2 separate regions of the Gossypium hirsutum genome follow, and region 1 is linked to region 2. Evidence: chromatin contacts called from public Hi-C data. All regions are on one chromosome and are shown on one strand. The core of a region is the stretch at or near the end of the contact, and the rest is flanking DNA. Distances in the headings are between cores, read along the strand shown. Region 1 holds the start of LOC107918264. Region 2 has its middle 12 kb from the start of LOC107920047.

What was found. Hi-C and Micro-C count contacts between places; a contact is called where the count stands out from the background.
Region 1: a Hi-C map of leaf shows a contact between it and region 2, with 3 times the contacts expected there. The contact joins the promoter of LOC107918264 here to the enhancer-like site in region 2. A contact is called at or near these places in 7 of 34 Hi-C or Micro-C datasets (cotyledon, fibers, hypocotyl and 2 more).

The regions. Positions count from the first base shown.
Region 1 is chrD13:15,334,844-15,341,539 of Gossypium_hirsutum_v2.1, reverse strand. LOC107918264 reads right to left here and starts at 3,927. Exons shown (of 2, transcript XM_016847787.2): 1 at 3,625-3,927; 2 at 1,858-3,403. The coding sequence starts at 3,362. The coding sequence ends at 2,319.
Region 2 is chrD13:15,043,422-15,049,846 of Gossypium_hirsutum_v2.1, reverse strand. No RefSeq gene overlaps it. Among protein-coding and RNA genes, the nearest start is that of LOC107920047, 12 kb to the right of the region's middle. Within about 2 kb of position 4,891, at least 8 of the 9 cell types and tissues checked have an H3K27ac peak or open chromatin away from gene starts, as enhancers often do. A contact at or near this core is called in cotyledon, fibers, hypocotyl and 1 more, where this site is marked.

The DNA.
Region 1 (6,696 bases), core at 2,678-5,177, 290 kb before region 2:
GCCCGGACTCGACATCCGAAAGGTCTCAACTCGGATTAATCTTTTTTTATTAAAAAGTATTTAGGTTTTATAAATTTTTTTATTTGGAACTATAGTGATTTATTAGAACTGTGGCATAAGACTTGAGCTTTGGGTTATTTTGGCATGCATGACATAAAATTCGATATTAGGATGTTTTGAATTAATTATGCATGAAATTTAGTTTTCATTAAAACTATGATAAATATCACTTTTCTGCTACATGACTATGTAAATGAGGTTTGATATATATATGTATATATAAAACTAGAATTCAAGTTTTGCAAAACAACCATTAAAATCAATTGGTTTTTGTAATTAAATTGTACCTTTTGGAAACACGCTAAGTTTTTTTTCAGAAATTAAAGCAAGTGTTTTAGACAACTATTTTTAAACTCTGATAATTCTGCTAGGTTATCTTGGTAGCCAATGTAATCTTCTAAATTCGGTCTTAACGTCTAGGTCGGATTTGAGAGGTTACAAAACAAATAAATTCATTTTAAAAATTTTGAAAACTTTGATACACATAAATTTCTTCTACAAATTCCTCACCTAAACACAATTATGGACGAATTTTAAAATTTTAAAGATTTTAAAATGGGAGTATTGTGCTAGCAATTATAATTACTTAGCTTGGATAAATAATTGTTTTAAGAAAATTAGTTTCTTAGATTTTTATGAATTAAAAAATAATTATAAAAGAATAATTATATTAAAAATAAATCATATAAAAATATTTAATATGCAAATCATTATATTTATAAAATTTTATGCTTTTAATAAAATAAAATATTTAAAATATATATTAGAATTAAAAAAAACGATTTTTGAAGTTTTAGCATTTATCTTGGACAATGTTTTATTAAATGAAATGAAATATAAAGAAATTTTGAAAAACCACTAGAATTTGAAAAGACAAATTAAGCTTCTAAAATCCTATCTAGAAATTACTAGAAAATTTAAATTCTTCAAAATTTTATCAAAACAAGTAAATTCACTTTTAGAATTTTAAAAACTTTGATATAAATGAAATAATTCATTCAAATCACTCATCCAAACACATCCATAGAGAATTTACAAATATCTGTATCTTTTAGACCGTTGGATACCAAAACTGCCTCTATTTTGATCACCCAATTTTTAGAGGCTTTCATTTTGGTTACCGAATGACTTCAAAAAAATTCAATGATCAAAATAAAAGTGACATAGATGTTGAATGACCAAAACGGAAGTGTAAACATGAGGTAGACATGATTTGGCATGTACAATCAACCGTCGTTAAAGATTTATCGCGTAAGTGATTAAAATGAAAACACTCTAAAAATTAAGTGACAAAATTGCAATAATTTCTTTTAGACTTAGAGGATCAAAATGAAAACGCAAAGTTAGTTGACCAACTGGGTAATTTAGTCATTTTAGAATGTGAATAAAGTATAATTTGCACGCCCACCCCATGTTCGTATAAATTACTAGTAGAAAGCAGAAATAATGAAAATCATTTTTTTTTCCAGAAAATGGAAATCTTCTTAATAGCAGGAATAATCATCTGCTAATTTACAACTCTTTCCTTGCATTCTTCTCTCTCCATATGGCCATTTAGTTTAAAATTCAATTTTTAGAGATTCCAAAGTGATGTAGAAAGTGCAATCAATGATCCCTATAAACAGAAGCTCAAGTTATGAGAAATTGCAGTCAAACCAACCCTTGGAAAATGGCATTTAAAGAATATGAAGCATTCAATCCATCTTTGTATCTTCAAAGTCAGTTCATTTGAGATAAAACTTAAAAGTTTAAAAAAAAAAAAACCATTTCCCGGAACATTCTCAATATCTATCTTCTGATTAATCAGTACTCCAAGCTCTACATTTTACTATTTATTAAGCACGTCGAACAAGAATATAAATGCAAGTACAAGGATAGTAAAAAAAAAAAGGAACATGAAAAGGTCCAACAATTTGATATGGAACCCTTTGGATAATTGATGAATAGTTCTATGCAGCTTATATTCAATCAAATTATTGTATTAACTTTGTTTTTATTCCATGGCTAGTAGTAGATCACAAGAAATTTTATGCACCTGAACCATGTATGTCTATGGAAGAGTTGGAGAATCATCTTCAGCATAGTATGAGCTGCTAAAACCCATCTTGCTCGAGTTTTTGATGAAACAACAACAAATTCATCTTCATCAGTATTCCCAAGTAATGCTATTTTCTTGTTAGAACTCGATAAATATTAGCTGATAGCATAACAATGGACATAGCAATGGTCATCAACACAAAACAATTTGGCAAAGGTGGTTATGGTGTATCCAATATTGATTGACATTCACCATCCGAGGCTTCCATAGTGTACGATCTGCAACTGAAATAGAAAACCGTACTCATCATGGAATCCATGAGCACCACAAACGAATACATTATTACCAACAGAGGCCCTTCCCAGATCCTAGAAGACCCATCTCCATAACTTAATACTTTTACTCTATGTTCAAACAACCCTTCCACAAATGCTAAACCAATTGTAGATCCAAGAAATATCAAGAGACCAACTTGAGTCTGCCCCTTAATAAGAACACCGGCCCGAAGCATTGCCTGCGGTCCTGAAACTTCCTCCAACACGCAGATTACAATCCCGATATTGCAAACAACAATGGCATACGCGAAGGCAACCGAGAACACTAGCCCCATCATTATCACCGCATACACAATCAAGTCAGGTGCAAAGCCAACAACAGAAAGCAAGCTACATGCCACAACAAGGAAAACAAAGAAAGTGGTCACACAAGCAACAATAACCGTACACATCCACACATATGTGCAAACGAGCCGCCTCCAAAACTTTAGGATTATCGTGAAAAACTTTGAAGCATCGGCCGGTTTCCTCGAGTAAGTACAATCTACACAATAAACCACCGCAGCCTTGGATAACAAAGACAATGTGATGAACAAAGGGAAGCACATTGCGGAGGAAACAGCCGACTCGGCGAACCTTTGTGACGACTGTTTGATGAAAGGCTTCAATGGGAGTCCACAGGTTTTGGCAACTAACAAAAGCCTAACAGTTAATCTCTTCACAATGGAATGATCAACTAACAAATTAGACATAAAGACCAAAGATACAGGGCAAATAAACAAAACTGCAATGATAAAAAAACTGGACGAATTGTACCGTAAAATCCTAACAGTTTCTCTTAAGATCTCTAATGCATTCATCGAATGGAATTGGTGGTTATCATCACTAACATCATAGGATGATTCTAGCTCAAAACTTTCTTCATGGGTTTCCTTAGATCCTTCTTTCTCTAAATGATCTGATCTCATTCGTACGCTACCAGTTTCCATTTTCGTTAATCAAAACCCAGAAAAGATATCGACCCCAGCAGCTAAACAAACACAGGAAATTATATAAAACAGAAGTGTAAATCAGATCTGCAAGAGCTTGACGCACCTTTGTAATCCCCGAGAAGTTCACGAAGAAAACACAGTAAAAGTGAAAAGCATGAAGATTGTGGGATTGGAGGGAAATTCTCGAGTGTTAAAAAAAACAAGTCTTTTATGGAAGAAGAAGAAAAGAAAGATTGGTTATTAGAAAAAAAAAACGTACGAATTTGGATGTTATAGCATTGGCATGGCAAAACAAAGGGTATGTCTGAAGAAGTTAGCTGCCATTTTTTGAGGTGCTATGCCATCGTGCCGGCGTTCGTTAGTCTGTAACGGATTGAAAATGGGCTTTGCTTTTTTATGTTTTGGGGTTTTCAAGATTGGGAAATAGTTGTCAACACTGGACATGGAGGAAATCAGATTCAACAGGTGACTACCATTTTTGGAATTTGCGGCCTAAATCTTTTACAAAATTGGGATTTTCTTTATAAAAACCAATTGGGCTTTTGATTGATTAAACTAGGATAAACTACACTATACTCATTTTAAAATAGAATTTATTTTATTTTAATTATTTTTAAATTTAATTGCCTTAATTAAGATAGGCTCACGTGGTTAACTCATTGAGAGTAATTGAATCTTAGGATCTCTACATATTAAACTTTGATCAAATTAAGAAGATTTTGGTTCCCAGTGCTGCTGACAAAAAGTAAGGCGTCTAAAAGCTGGAAGCTTGACTTGAAGAAGTGTACACCTGCGCAGCTCAAAACTATCCAAGGTGAAGAAGCTTCTTCAACATTGGCACTCACACACACACACGTGCATATCTCATTGCCTGATCTGCTTAATGAAAGCATGGATGAAGTCAAGTAATTGTTATGAGAATGATGATTAATACAGATTTCAGGACATAATTCTTAAGTTCCCTAAACAGAGCTGCGGTGGAGATGGGTACGGTGGGGGAATTTGGGTGGCTTTGACTCTGACTCAGGTGAGGATAAGTGATAGGAGGCTTGAAGATGCTGTATGGAGATGGTGGTTGTTGAGCAGTAGAGAAAAAAAAAAGAGAGAGAGGTCCCAAACAAAAAATAAAATATCACTTTTCTATTATTCAATGGGTTAATTCAATGGGTTAACGTCTCAAGTGAGTAATTCATTAATGGATTATTAAAATTTGTAACGAAAGTGATTAATTCAAATAATAGTGACTAAAATATGAGAGTTTTTTATATAAATAATATAAAAAATTAATTAATTACGAAAATAAATTGGAGGATAAATTATTTATGAAAATATGTTGTTTGTTACAGTACCCGTCGGTGTAGCCTGACACATTGGTGGCACCACCCTCCTTTTTTAGCCAATCATTATGTAATCATATGTTTTAAAGAAAAACATAATCTTTTATTAGTGCCGACACTGTGCCAGGTAACATTGATATGTATTTTTCTAAAATGTCCTTGAAAATACGAGTATATATGGTAAAAAAAAATTGTAATGGAGTCACCAGTTTGTCAGGCGGCACCGGTGAATTTAAAAAAAAACAATGTCAGATAAAAAGCTGAGACAAGAAAAAAATATTTTTTAATGGGTGTCATCAGTGTGTCAAGCAACACCAATGAATTAAAAAAAACAGTGTCAAAAAAAGTTGAGACAGAAAAAAAATATTTTTAATAGGTATCGTCGGTGTATCATGTGACAACACTGATAATTTCAAAATAAATTATTTTTTAATAGGTGCTACCGATGCATCAGACAACGCCACTAATAATTTTTAAAAATATACATTTTTAATAGGTGTCGGTGTGTTTGGCAACACCATTGATAATTTAAAAAAAATTATTTTTTATGAGTGTCGCCAGTGTGTCAGACGACACTTGTACATTTAAAAAAAAGGTTGTTAGGGAAAAAATGAAAATCGAAAAAAAAATTATTAGTGGTGCTACCAACATGTTAGGTGACACCAGTAGTTTCGCGATGCTATCAAGATGTACCAACTAGTATTTATACCCACCCCCACCCCACCAATTCTATTGAAGTTTTGGGTTTCTGTTTAAATATTTTGTTTGAGTTGAAGTTTTTGCTTTCTATTGAAGAGAAGAAGAAAAAAGAGGAAAGATTTATGTTTAGTAGAAAGGGAGAAAACAGAAAAGAAAAGAAGAAATATTTGTGTTTTAGACTTCAAAAATCAAGTTTGAGTTTATAAGGTTAGTTTGTAATTATTTGTATGTAATTATATTTTTCAGTAGGATCTAATATTTTTTTTAAATAAAAGCTATTTTTTATTTTTAATTTATTTTATCCTACATGCCTCAATCATCTGTCGGTAGACCACGAGGGTTTTAGACTTCCCAATACCCGAACAAGTAAACCATTTGAAAATAAAGCAAACTTGTTTGAACAAATTTTCATAAAAAAATTCTTGATGGAAATTTTAAATTTTTTACCTATTTGCAAGTGGGAACACATGTGGTTAGTGACTCACTGATACTAGAAATGACATCTTGTACAATGCCTAGGACTATAGTATTATTAGGCACCCATCTATATCTTGTGTATAGAGCTTTGTCGCTCGAAAACACTTACAATATAATGTTGCTAATACTGCTGAGCCCCAACTGTATGAACAGGTAGCTTGCAAATCAGTCAATAGAGACGAGTATATCATGTGGACTTTACTATTTGCATCCGGCATAAATACCCCTTATCAGTTGCTCAGTTGCAGTATATTCGCTCGAGCAGCGCACATATTCTCCAACTCAGTGGCACTACTCGATAAGGTTTCAAAATTTTCCTTTAACCAAGATTTCAAAATGGTAAACCTAGCTTCACCATCAACGAGCGAGCGTCCAAGCAATTAATAGCAGAATGTCACAGGTTCGAACACTTTACCTAAACCTATGACCGCATCATTGTCAATTGGGAGCCCGAGTTTGTAATGCCCTAAATAATTTATTTCTATTTTTGTAAATCTTAACACAAATATGTATTTTCTTTAGTGATTAAGTGTTCTGGGTGTGTGTGTGAGGTCTTGGGTTCAAGTCTCACTTTTGGCAAATTCTGTTATTTTTTATCCTAGCCTTATCCCTGTTAGGTAGGCTTATGTATTATTATTTGTAAACTTATATTAGAATGAGTCTACTGGTTCGAGTGGTAAGGAGTTAGTTTGCTAGAGGTCTTGTGTTCAAATCCCTATGCGAGTGTGTGTGTTAATTTTTGTTTCGGATATCTGTTAGAGGTTTGATGGAGTTGGGAGTTTGAAGTAGTTAGATGTGGTTAGTGGGGAGGATATTAT
Region 2 (6,425 bases), core at 3,642-6,141:
TTAAATGATTTTGCTTAAAGTTTTTCATGAAATGGAATGTTTATTAGTTAAAAGTTATAGATGCAGATGTGTCAGAAGCATCAATTAGAGTTTGTTATGGAAAGTATGATCTTTGGTTAAACATTATGAAAATGTATTTAGAATCTTATGATTTGGATTTTCAGGTATGTTTCGATTGATGATTACTGGGAATTTCTCGATAGTTGTGCTAATGATGATAAAGTTAAGATAGGAGAACATCAAAGCTGTTCAGTTAAGTCCAAGTATAGTATCAAGTTCTACTATGACTTCTAATCGAGATGAGTTATAATTAATTTATTTGTGGACTACCATTAAGAATAGGAAACAAAGATTTGATGTGATGGCTATTATCAGGTGAGAAATTTTGAGGATGAAATTTTCGTAAGGGGGAGAGTTGTAACAACCCGTTTTTCAGTGGTGTCAAAAACAATGGTTTTGGGGCCACCAAATTCGACGAGTAAGTTTGTAAATATTATTATTTAATATTTACGAGTTAAATGTGACTTTAAAAAGGTTTTTGATTTGATCATTTATGTTATTTAAGCGATTTATTAAGTTCCAATGGTAAAACTCTAAGGTCAAGTGGTTTTAGAAAATGAGGTATCGAGACCTCGTTTCTATAAACCGAAAAGTAAATATATATCTATGGAGTGTCATTAAGGTGGTATTAATGTTTGGTTGAAAAATTTTTAACGTTTCGATAGTTAATTAATTAAAAAGGTCTAAATTGTAAAAGTTGTAAAAGTTGAATTCTATTAATTAAATGGATAAATTAGCTTTGAAAAGGTGAACTAATGGACTTGAATGGTAATTATACCATATTTAATGTGACTGGATATTCATGGATAGGTTGCATGGTAAATTTCATGATTTTAAACGGGTATATTAGTAATTTAATAATTAAAACTAAAATAAACCAAATCTAAATCATCATCTTCTTCATTCTTTAATTCAACCGAATAGCTATGGTGTGGGGAGGAAAAAGCATTCGGCCAAGCTGCCATTTTGATGCATGGTATGTGATTTGATCTCGTTTGTAATAATTTTTATGTTTTTAATATCGTTGCAACTAGGTCCAGCTAGCTCGTACCTTCGTTTTTGAAACTATTAAAGATTTTGATTTTCTTCATTGATGAAACTTGTGATTTTAGATGTTAAATGATGAATTTGAGGTGTTCGTTGTTATTTATAAGTATTTTATTAAGTGATTTTTGATGAATTATCGATTAGGGACTAAATTGTCAAAAAAATAAATGTACAAGGATTTTATGTGAAATTTTTGAAATAATGGGCTGAAATGGGTGCCATGAATATTCTGCTGTTATAATTTGGCATTAAAAATTTTTTAGGCTTAGGGACTAAATTGAATAAAAGTAAAACTTTAGAGGTAATTTTGTAAAAATGCAAAAAATGACTAAATTGCATAAAATAAATTTTTTTACTATTTGAATTAATAAATTTAATGAATTTATTAATTTAGATCAAGATCGAGTGAAAAATCGAGGAAAGTGGAAAATTACTAAAAATCCCTTGTATTTTGATATTTCTGCAATTTAGCCAAGTAAGTTCGTTATACTATTATTCTTAATTTTATTGAATATTTCATACTATTTCATTATTTTTTAAATCTTAAATGTCATTTAGCTATGTTTTAATAAATTGAAACGTAACGTTAATTCAGGCTTTGTGCCGGTGATATTCGGGCTTTGTGCCTAGCAAGCTTTGTGCCGGTGATATTCGGGCTTTGTGCCTAGCAAGCTTTGTGCCAGTGGTATTCAGGCTTTGTGCCGATGATATTTGGGCTCTGTGTCGATTAGGCATTCTGCTAGTGCAATTATATCAAGCCTCGAGCCTAGCAGGCTTTGTTTTGGTGTGTTATATATATAATTGGTACGGTAATTATTTTTTCAATTATCCGATATTGTTTTATTTGGTTTAACGGGAATGAAAAAGGAAAAGTAAGGTATGCGCTTCAAATGAACTATGTCATGAAATTATGAAAAGGATTGAAACAGTAAGTTTATAATTTGGATATAAATAGAATGGTTTCTAATCTTATGAAAAGATTGATGATTATGTATTACGACTTATAAATCCCAGTATGTTATATATGAAAAGTATATGTGATCTTATTGAATATACTCAATTGTGAGTTGAATGGTGTTCAATAAGTTTATATTAAGTTTAAAGTATTAGCGTTGAATCATGTTTAATCTATGTATTATAGTATTGAAGTGATAAGTTATGTTTCATGTTGTACGAGCTTATTAAGCATTCATTGCCTACATAGTTGTATTTCTCTTACTTTACAAATTATCAAAAGCTCGAACTGGTTGGAAGCTCGTCGAAGATCTTTCACACTATCCAGTGATTATATTGGTAGATTCTGATGTCTTGATCAAGGTTATAATGGCATGTATAGGTGGATTTGTGTGTAAATAATCTAGTGGTTGTTTTGATATGTATAAGTATCATTATGGTTAATGTACTTATGGTATCTTTACGGTTGGTGTTAATATGGTTAAGTTGATTCATGATTTTATGACCAAAGAGGTAAGTTTGGCATGTTTGCAATATCGTTAATTTAGGTATGCTTGAATATGAAATTTAGTTAATTGTGTTTGTACAAAAAATGACCAATTGAGTATATGTTGGTGTAGTTCAATGTGGTCGATTATGGTATAACTTGGTATGGAATGAAGCTAAATATATATGGATGAGTTATGATCAAATATGTATAAGTTTAGGTATATGTGTGTTTGAGATGCATGAGAATAATGATTCAAATGGTAAGTTATATTAACATGGTATAAGTTAATTATGGTATGTTTTAAAATGGTACCAAGGTGACCAATTATGCATATGTTTGGTTAAGTTGAATGCTTGTTTTTGAGGTGCCTTATGTGGCATATTGGTTAAATGAAATTTGGTCATTCGAAATGGTCTTATTACACATGTTTTAGGTATGTTTAATGCTTGATTGTGTATGCAAATGACTTGTATGTGTGTACTTGAATTGGGTGAAAGAAATGGCTTGAATTTGGCCTATTTCTTGTCCACAAGGCCTAAGACACAAGAGTGTGTCTCAGTCGTGTGTGACACGCGGCCATACAAAACGATCGTGTGTCCTTTGTAAGTTTCAAAGGGTAACAAGTCAGGCAGTTACACGGCCTAAGACACGGGCGTGTGTCTCAGTCGTGTGAGTCACACGGCCTGGCCACATGGCCGTATGACCCTTGCAGTTTAAATTTTTCTAAGTTTTTCCTTAAGGTTTCATATGTTTTCAATTTAGTCCCGAATCATCTTTAAAGTGTTTCTAGAGCCTCGAGGGCTCGAATAAGGGACAATATGCATGTGTTTGATTGGACTATGATATGATTTACAAAATGTTTTTGAAATGGATGATTTTAAGTTACGTTTTTATGGTAATGCTCTGTAACCCTATCCTGACGATGGATACAGGTTAGGGGTGTTACATTCTGTCCACATTTCCAATTCTCACAAACAAAATTTCTGAAAGATGAATGTTGCACCCAATAAGCCAAAAAGTGAAAATGGCTAATTGGTCTATTAACAATAGAAGAATCCTTTGATAGCAAAAGCTACTTGTGATCTAATTTCAAATGTCAGAGGTGAAAAAATAAAATATCCGGTAACATTCAAAACCAATCAAAGTTACCAATAGCCCTATCCAGTCTCTCAAATGTAGTCCCCCTTCTCCAAGTAAATTGGGGCCCCTTAAGTCCAAGATTTTTAAGACCATTCACCATGATAAAATCTTGAAACAGTTTACACCCAGAGGACACCGATCGACCCCCTCTTTTCTCATCCGGTGATAGGTAAGCATTAAAGTCACCCACCAATAACCAAGGCCCATTAACAAAGCGAGTAATTAAATTCAACCAGTTCCATAAATCCCTACGCTTTTGCTTGTCCAGAATACCATAAACGAAAGTCACAAAAACACCTTGAACCTCCATTTCCTTCTTAATGTAACTGTGAATAAGTTGGGGATTATTATTCAATACCTGAATCTAAATTCCACTCTTCCAATAGATTCAAACTCCCCCAGAAAAAGTCCCGAGCTTCTACTCTATGAGAGAAGTCAAAACCAAGCTTAGAAATAATTTTGTCCGCCTTAGGACCACTAACCTGAGTTTTAAGGAAAATTACTATCTCAACTTTATGCTCCACAAAATAATCATTAACCACCTTGATGAATTTAGGACTTGGACAACCTTGGCAGTTCCAAACAAAAAGAATAGGCAATTACATAAATGGCAAGAAAAGAAACTTCACCTCACAAGGTGTCTATATACCATCTATTACTAGCTTACTACCATCCTCCGCCTCAAAAATGGAATTGGTAACCACTCTTTCAATATCGTCAACAATACGACTCATTGCCTCCGAAATAAGCAATCGCTCAAACCCTCGGCTCTTAAAATTGCTGCTCTTACCCCTTAAAGATATAGAAAATTTTTTACCACGTTTGGGTCCCCCTCTATATGAAGGGACATTCCAGAATCGCTCCCCAGTGCCACCTCCAGCTTTTTATTAGTCCTCCATCCGTCTTCCAGTAGGTTAGGGTATTGATTTTTGACAAAAATCACAGTCGAATGTTTATCCATATTAAGCATAGTTTTCAAGGCCCTCTCTACCAGTAAATTAGAACCCCCACTCGTTGTCGGTGAAATGTGCTGTGCAATAGACGTTTCCTGCAAAAAAAAAATCTTTAGCTTCAAATTGGTTAAATGACCCCAGTTTATCCATAGGAATCGGGTCCTTCCTGATATGACCCATTCCATCCACAAATTCTGAAGCACCTATGGGCCCACCAGCTGCATTTGAAGTATTACCAATGACCAGGCTTCTCATGTTAACAGACTCAAATTCTTTAACCATGTCATACGGCCCAAAGTCTTTGCCATTCCCACGGTCCAAAATGGAATTATCAACACCCAAAGGGTTGTCATAAATGACCAATCTTTTCCCTTTGATTTAGCATTAAATTCAAGCAGGATATTCTGCACAGCATGTATCTCATTTAGGGGTGAGCGTTCGATCGAATCGAATCGAATAAAAAAATTTCGAGTTAATCAAGTTGACGAATCATATTTTATCATCCTAATTTGATTTGAAATTTTTTCGAATCGAGTCGAGTGAGATGGAATTCGAATCGAATCGAATATATTTGTTCGAGTTAAATTTTAAAAAATAAATTTGGGTCCTTTTAACCACCGTCACCCATCGTAATAAAATTTGTCCACCTTAATCAATTTTTTTATTAACTTTCATCACCTCATAATTTATTTATTAATTTTTTATATACTGGTTAGCTTCTTTGCTTGCTTAGTTGTTTCAATTATCTTCAGATTCTTGTCACTATGTATTTTGGAATTAAAAAATATATTAAATATAAAAATATGATTTTTTAATAAAAGTTATTTTAAAAATAAAATGTGAAATTGATACCAATATAAAATTTTAACACGAATATTTTATAGCATAATTAATAATTCAATTTTAATATAAATATTCAATATGAGTAAACAATTCAATAATATAAATAATAGAAAATGTGAAATTTAATTTAATAATATAAATAGTAGATATAAATAAAATTATTACTATTTATGTTTAGTGATTTTTTTTTGGATAATTTTGATTTTTTATTTGAGAGTAAAGGGTGAGAAGTAAAAGTTTAGGGGGAAAATAAAAAGTTTTGGGAATAAAAGTTTGAGGGAAAGTAAATAGTGGGGAGTAAAATTTTGGAGGGAAAATATTAAAAAAAATTGGAGGGGGGAGGGTTTGGGGTAGATGGGAGGTGGGATGGGAAGGGAATAAAAGTTTTAGAGGAAAAGTGGGAGGGAGTAAAAATTTTGGGAGAAAATAAAAGGTTTTGAGGGTTTTTATGAGTAAAATTTTGAGAAAAAGTAAATGGGAGAGTAAAATTTCGGTGGGAAATGAATTTTGGGTAGATTGTGGGGTTGGGAGGGTAGGGGAGTAAAAGTTTTGGGGGAAAAGTGGGAATGAGTAAAAGTTTTGAGGGAAAAGTAAAAAGGTTTGGGAGTTTGGGGTAAAAATGTAAAATATTATAGTTTGATATTTGAATTATTCGAATTATTCGAGTTATTCGAATTCGAAAACTCAACTCGATTCGAACTCGAAATTTGAAAAAAAAAATCGAGTTGATTCGAATAACTTGGTTAACTCGAATAACTCGATTCGTTTAACTCGAAATTTAAATTTTTTTTCGATTTTTTCGAGTCGAATCAAGTTTTGCTCACCCATAATCTCATTGTCCTTTAAATTAAGTAGAGCATTAAATCGAGATCCCTTAAGGTTTGCACTTTCCTTAACAACCTTGCCAGAGCCCTTACATCGATCAGGCCTCCTTGACC